Regions from separate parts of the Mus musculus genome. Here region 1 is linked to region 2. Evidence: chromatin contacts called from public promoter capture Hi-C data. All regions are on one chromosome and are shown on one strand. Each heading gives the region's core, a stretch centred on a gene start, on an enhancer-like site or on the middle of the called end of the contact. The rest is flanking DNA. Distances are from core to core; before and after follow the strand shown.

Region 1 (3,537 bases), core at 61-2,560, 220 kb after region 2:
CAAAGTCTGGGTTGAATTCAATGTGATTTGTGTGTTCTCAGTCTAGGGGATGAGGGTGAGGGTGAGGATGTGTGATGCCAATCAATACCAAGCAAATCTTTCTCAAAGATAGTCAAACACGTGAAAGAAGGAAGTCTGACTCAGGAGGACAGATATTGTATGATAGCTTCCACTAAGCGCCCAGGACAGGCATCTTTATTGAGCTGCGCAGGAGACAGAGGTTGGGGAAGGTGGATTTATGGTTTGAGGGTATGGATGGAAGTTAGGAGGGATGAGAGAGTTCTGAAGATGGGAGGTGACGGGCTTTACACAGCATGGTGGCTGCACAATCACCAATCGGAATGTATTCTTGGGAGTAGTTAAAAGAATAAACTTCACAGTTTGAATATATTACAACAACATAGTGCACCCTTCTAAGAAAAGGGAATGAACTGAAGGAAGACTGGAGGTGAGGACAGGGGATTCATAGGAGGGAACTTAGAGGGGGAGTTCTGCTCCACAGGGCCATTTGTCCTCCCTCCCCCTCCCCCCTGCAACAGCTGCCTGCAGCAGACGGGCAATGTGTGACCAGCTGATGCATTTGCACAGAGGGTCCCCTCAGTCCCCAAGGAAAGCTATCACCAGTGATCCATCTCTGTTCTCCAGGAATCCACCACATTTAGGAATGCCCTTGGTGTAATGATCTCCAGTTTAATTTCCTACCTGTGGCTCCCTCTGATTGGCCCAGGCTGGCCGAGTGGGCTGTGAAGACACATTAGTGCTACGTAGATTCTGTAAAAGAGAGGGAGGAGCGTGTTTTTGAGGCGTGCAATGGGAAACCCTACATTCCTGGGACACCTGTGAGGTTAGAGCTCTCACCGGCTCCTGGGGATTCTTCAGTTTCCCCCTCCCATCTAAACTATTCTCCACATGTGTCAGCACCAAGTCTTCAGGGGGATGTATTTAGGGGTCATCTGCCCTTACTCTTGCTCCTCTAGATTTTATAGTCTCCCTACCCCAGATTTGAACAGCTAAAGATTCCTCAAGTCATCCATCCTTCCCCTAGCTAGAAAGCTGCCAGCTGTGCTGGAACCTCCACCTTTTCATACCACACCCTCTCCTGACTCCTGGTCATCCTCTCCCCTTCTGCTTCCCCAGCCCCACAGGCAGCCGGTGCGTGTGGGGCGGGGGTTGGGAGGGGGCGAGCAGGCTCTTTGTCTGACATCATCTTTCACTCCCCAGCCTTCTAAGTTACTCACTCAGGCAACCCCGGCTCCACCAAAGGAGACTGTCCAATTGCCAAGCAACCCACCGCTAGCCAATCAGGGAGCTCGGAGGTGATGTCATGATGAGAGCCCAGCAGTGGTGCTGATGTTGAGAGAAGCCCAGGGTACCACTAATTGAAGGAGTGAGAAGAGAACAGCTCGCTTTGGAAACCGGACTGCAGGTAAGTAAAACTGAGATATGGACAATCGGAGGTGGGGTGAGGGCGGGGGTTTTAAACAAAAGAAACAAAACAGCAGCCACAGAGGAGAGAGAAACCGGAGGGTCTGGTGTCTATTGTGTTGCCTTTGGTTTCACTGAGTGGATTAAACTTTGTCAAATTCTGGGGGGAAGCAGGGTGAGGCAAAATGATGGCGCTTGAAGAGGGGCGAGGGTGGGTTCAGGGCATCATTTTTGTTCCAGATGAGTGGGATATGTCGGAGGTTCAAGCTGAGTTATTTCTTCATTTTAAAAAATGTTTGGTTTTGGGAGAGGAAGGTTTACTGGAGCTCGGCTTCCTCTGGGGCTGCTCTGACTGAAGACCCTATTTCAGTGGATGAAACTCTGTGAAATTTTCATCTGTTCTTGTTGTATTTGCTTTTCGGGACTATCTTGTCTTTCTTCCTTAGTTCTGTGCAGTCTTGCTTTTTCTCTCTTGGCCCTAAGGATACAGTGAGATCATCCCCTCTTCCTTGCCCCGCCCCACCCTGAGGTTAGCCTAATTCTAACTGGCTCAGCAACTGGCTCTAAGGCAGAGGATGCAAGCTTGCAGGACTGCCACACCCAGGCTCTCTGATCTTGACCAGTCACAGCTAGCCCCCTTCAGGCTCAGCCCACAGCCCCAGCCAGGAGTTTTAGCATCCCCTCACCCCCACATATAGGGATCCAGAGCTTTGATGTCCGTCTGATAGCTGTGTTCCCACGTGGCAGCGCTGTCTTTGTTTTATATCTCCCAGGAAAATTATATCTGCCCAGGTGTGGAGGAGCCTCATTGTCCTCAACCTGGACAGTTCTTGGGGAGACTTTAGAGGACAGGTCAGACAGCTTTAGGTCACCCTCTGAAGACCCCAAACAGGGATACCCTATACCCCAACACCAAGCAGCAGATGGGATGACCTGATGGTGACCTGCTGGAGTTCTGAGGGGGGAAGGGTAGAGATGGAATGTGTGGGAATCTGTCTCCCCTAAGGTTGGGTCCTCTGGGGGGTGGGAGTTCTCCCTCAGATGGGTGCTTGGGAGATGAGATCATGCACCAGATGTGGAAATAATGATAGTGGTGGAGGGAAGCAAAGACAAAGGGGGCAGGTCAATGTAAAGCCAGAAGGCAGCCACAGCCACCCAGTTCCATGCCCTTGCCGCCAGCCCACCTTGCTCCCTGCCTGTGGATAAAGCTGTGTTCTTGGTCCTTTCCTAAGCTGCTGAGATCCCTCTAGCTGGCTCCAGACTTCTTTCCCCCAACTCCACCCATCTGGAACAACTGGGAAGTGACCTGCTAGGTGGGTCCATCACAGAGCCTACTGCCTTGTGGGAAGTGAGAGCCCCATCCCTGACCTGACAGCATGGGGGTGGGGGCTGGATGACACCCAGCAGAGAGATACTAGGCATCTTTATATTACTGTGAAGGTTATGTCAGATCAGGGTCTTTGAACTGCAGACTGAAATCTAACTAGGATAATGAGATCAATTTTGTAGAATGTAACTGATATTTAAAAAATACAATTAGACTGGACAGAGTGGGTGGGGTGGGGTGGGGGAAGGCAGAACACACCTTGTATAATGGCTTGTGTTTTTTTGTGCCTATTTAATTCTATATATTTTAGCTAGATGTATATCTGTGTATAAATGTGTTGCTATCCAAATACACATGTGTATTCTTGTGGCATTCATATGCTGGATCATGAGATAAAAATCTAGCTTTTATTGTGGATTCCAATCAATAAAAAGTTGAGAATCATTGGGCTAAGTGACATCTGCTTCTCTCTTCTAGCCCCAAGCCTACATTTTCATGGAAAATTCACCAGGCTGAACATTTTTTTTGCTTTCAGTTAAAGATTTTTAAAATTTTGATTGTATTAAAATGTAGCCAACAAGAAAACGACCATCTACATCATCAGTGTCTGAGTGGACACTGTTGTCCATGCAATGTCCAGAAGTCCTTTTGTCCTGCAGACTGAGACAGTGGACCTGTTAAATGTCCACTCCTCAGTGGCAACTGCCATTGCGCCTGATTGACAGCCATCGCTCTGCTGTCCACCTGCTAGGTGCCCCACAGCAATGGAATAGCACGTCCATATT
Region 2 (3,304 bases), core at 200-2,699:
TTTTTTTTTTAATTTTTTTAAAAATAAATATGTTTTCCTCCTTTCTGATTATAAAACATCTTTTTTAAACTGAAAGTTTGGAAAATAAAAAGAGAAAAAAGTAGAAAAAAATTATACATGAACTCAGATACAATGAATGATGTCTGGATCTTTAAAAAATTATTGTTATTACTTCTTAAATTACATGTAGCTGGGTGGTGGGGGTGCCTTTAGTCTCAGCACTTAGAAGGCAAAGACAAGCGGCTCTTTTGAGTTCGAGGCTAGACTGCTCTATAAAGCTAGTCCCAGGACAGCTAGGGCTACACAGAGAAACCCTGTCTTAAACAATGGCCTTAAATTATGTGTTTGTGTGTGCATCTGTGCATACAGGTATCATAAGACGTCAGAAGGGGGAGTCAGATCCGCCGGAGCCGCCTGACTTGGTTGCTGGGCCTCAAAAGTTCAGCAAGAACACCTTTCTTTCTTTCTTTCTTTCTTTCTTTCTTTCTTTCTTTCTTTCTTTCTTTCTTTCTCTTTCTTTCTTTCTTGTTTGTTTTTGTGTTTTGCTTTTTTTTTTTTTTTCGAGACAGGGTTTCTCTGTGTAGCCCTGGCTGTCCTGGAACTCACTCTGTAGACCAAGCTGGCCTCAAACTTAGAAATTCGCCTGCCTCTGCCTCCCAAGTGCTGGGATTAAAGGCGTGTGCCACTATTGCCCTGCTCTTCCAAAGGTCCTGAGTTCAAATCCCAGAAACCACATGGTGGCTCGAAAGAGCACTTTCTTAACTTTAGTCGTCTCTCCAGTCCCATGTCTGGATATTTTGATATATTTATTCCAGACATTTTCTACTGTTTCCTGCTTCCTCCCTCCTCGGTCTGAATCAGAGCTACTACTTTCTGATATTAGTGACTGCCTCCCAGGTTCCCGTTTCCCTGGGCTGTGGGACATTTCTGTAACCTGCTCTTGCACTAGTTCTCCTATAACGCTGGCCTAGGACTGAACTTTCTTGTAAATCGCGGCGGGTATTTTAAAGACCCAGTTCAGTAGCATTAATCCGGCAGCAAATGGTAATAACGCCTCTTTTCATGAAGGAGTTTTTTTTTAAAGCAAGTTTTAATTACTTAGCATTTAGAAGGGCAATAGATCTACTCGTGCACGCTGGCATTTTAACACCAGGTAATGATTTTGATCTTGCCCAGGCTCACCTGGAAAGCAATTTGAAACCTGGGCTGGACGTATGGACAGGGCACCAGGCGGGACACTGACCCAGCGCGGCTCCCCTTACCTAGGCAGTGCCAGGGCCTCTTCGCTGCGGCGGAAAGCCCCGGCGATAGAGGGGAGGGCCAGCACTCCGTCAAGGTCGAACGCGGCTACACGCAGCGCCATGGCGGCCCGGGCTGCAGCGTCAAGCTGACACAGACACGAAGCTGGAAGGCTGTGGCCTAGAGTGGGGAGGCTGGCTGTGGGAACCTAAGATTAGGGTCGTGCCAATCTCAGCACCGCCCCTCGCCCCGCCCCGCCCCGCCCCGCCCCGCCCAGTACTGACACTGCCCTGCCTACTGATCAGCTGCCTAGCCCGGAGCTTCTTGCTGGATGTCCCACCCAAGTGTCAATCCTGGTCTTGGCCACTTTTTCCTCCTTAGCCTAAGGACTAGAAACCCTGCCAAGGCTCCCCAATTCTCAGACTTTGACCGTTTGGAAACAGGCTTGGTATGGGGAGAGAGGGGTCTTGAGGAGGCAGGTTGGAGGAGACGGAATATTCTAAACATTTTCTCCTTCAGTATTTGGTCTTGATTGGCATATCCCATGTATGTTGGGATCTGTGGACCCTCTTCTCTAAATGTGGTCCACATCTTTGCAACCCCCTCACATCTGCCTGCTTCTTCTAGCAGTGTTTCTGGAATGCAAGACAGCCTCCTGTCTTGGTGTGCTAACCCAGAATACTTTTTCTCTTGAGGATTAAAAGAAATTAATCGAGTCTGTTTCCTTTTTCTACACTGTATTGTTTAAAAGTGAGCTGGGCTTCTTGGAGGTTTCTGGAACCTTCCTGCCCCTTGGCCCAGTGCTCTCCCTAGTTAAGAGAAAAAAGAGAAACCTCCTCTACTAATGAGTTAATTAACAAATCCACCGTTTAGTCCAAGGCTGTTGTGAAAGACTGCCTCCCTTACTGAAACCGGGAATTGGCTTCTTCCTTTGCTCTGGTTGCTGCGTGTTAGGTGGTGGGAAATGGCCCTACTGTGGGTTAATTTTTGTGAGTCTTTCAGACACTTCCTCTTCTTGCCTCAAGTCTTGTCTGGGGCAGTTTGTGTTTTCTGAGATTCACACCTAAGAAATGGAAAGTGGCTGAAAATGTGGGGGTGTTGCCCTGAGAACAGAAAGGGTCTTTTGAGAGTGCCTGTAGTGGATGGAGTGTTTAAGAAATAAACGAGATAGCTGGGCATGGTGGTGCACTTGGGAGGCAGAGGCAGGCAGATTTCTGAGTTCGAGGCCACAAAGTGAGTTCCAGGACAGCCAGGGCCATATAGAGAAACCCTGTCTTGAAAAACTGAAGAAAAAAAAAAGAAAGAAAGAAAGAAAGAAAGAGAGAGAGAGAGAGAGGGAGGGAGGGAGGGAGGGAGGGAGGGAGGGAGGGAGGGAGGGAGGGAGGAAGGAAGGAAGGAAGGAAGGAAGGAAGGAAGGAAGGAAGGAAGGAGATGGTCCTGGGCCTGAAGACAGAACGAGAGAGAACGTGAGCTGGGTATGGTCCCGTCTGCCTGTAATTCCAGCATTCCAGATGCAGAGGTAGAAGGCTCAAGCACTCAGTGTTAACCTCAGCTGCATATATAAGCTTGTATACAAACTCTTAAATAAGTCTCTGATTTGACAGACTTTCCTTTGAGTTCCAGATTTGCACATCCAACAACTTTGCTTGGCCATGAAATGGTCCTCCAAGGCTCCAGACTAAGGCTGAACTCTGCTTTGGTCTCACCTTCAACAACGGCTCCTTCCAAGAGCCTATGACTTGGTTAAATCTTCTCTAAAGATTTGACCCCCAACCAATGGCACTGTTATGAGAGAGCCAAACTTTGAAGAGTTGAAGGCCCAAGGGAGGTCTTCTGGTCATTGGAGATACGTCTTTCAAGAATATATTGGGACCCTGGCCCCTCATTGTTTCTCTCCTTTGCATTCTGTCCCTGAGGTGACAGGTTTTGTTATGTACTGTTGCTTTGAGGTCAATGAGGTCAACCATTCGTGGGAAGACATTTCCAAATCTGTGAACCAGAAAATACCCTTTCCTTCTCTAAGCTAATAACCTTTGGTATTGTTATGATAGTAGACAGTTGGCCC

Evidence for each region. Promoter capture Hi-C pulls out the DNA fragments that hold promoters and counts their contacts.
Region 1: a promoter capture Hi-C map of neutrophils shows a contact between it and region 2, with 3 times the contacts expected there. The contact joins the promoter of Stmn4 here to the promoter of Ephx2 in region 2. A contact is called at or near these places in 7 of 39 promoter capture datasets (the C10 cell line, the HPC-7 cell line, embryonic stem cells and 4 more) and 2 of 9 other capture datasets (adipose tissue and liver).

What each region holds. Positions count from the first base shown.
Region 1 is chr14:66,342,986-66,346,522 of GRCm38.p6, forward strand. Stmn4 (stathmin-like 4) reads left to right here and starts at 1,311. Exons shown (of 6, transcript NM_019675.3): 1 at 1,311-1,426. Gm41183 (a long non-coding RNA gene) reads right to left here and starts at 744. Exons shown (of 3, transcript XR_874729.2): 1 at 703-744.
Region 2 is chr14:66,123,073-66,126,376 of GRCm38.p6, forward strand. Ephx2 (epoxide hydrolase 2, cytoplasmic) reads right to left here and starts at 1,450. Exons shown (of 19, transcript NM_007940.4): 1 at 1,263-1,450. The coding sequence starts at 1,363.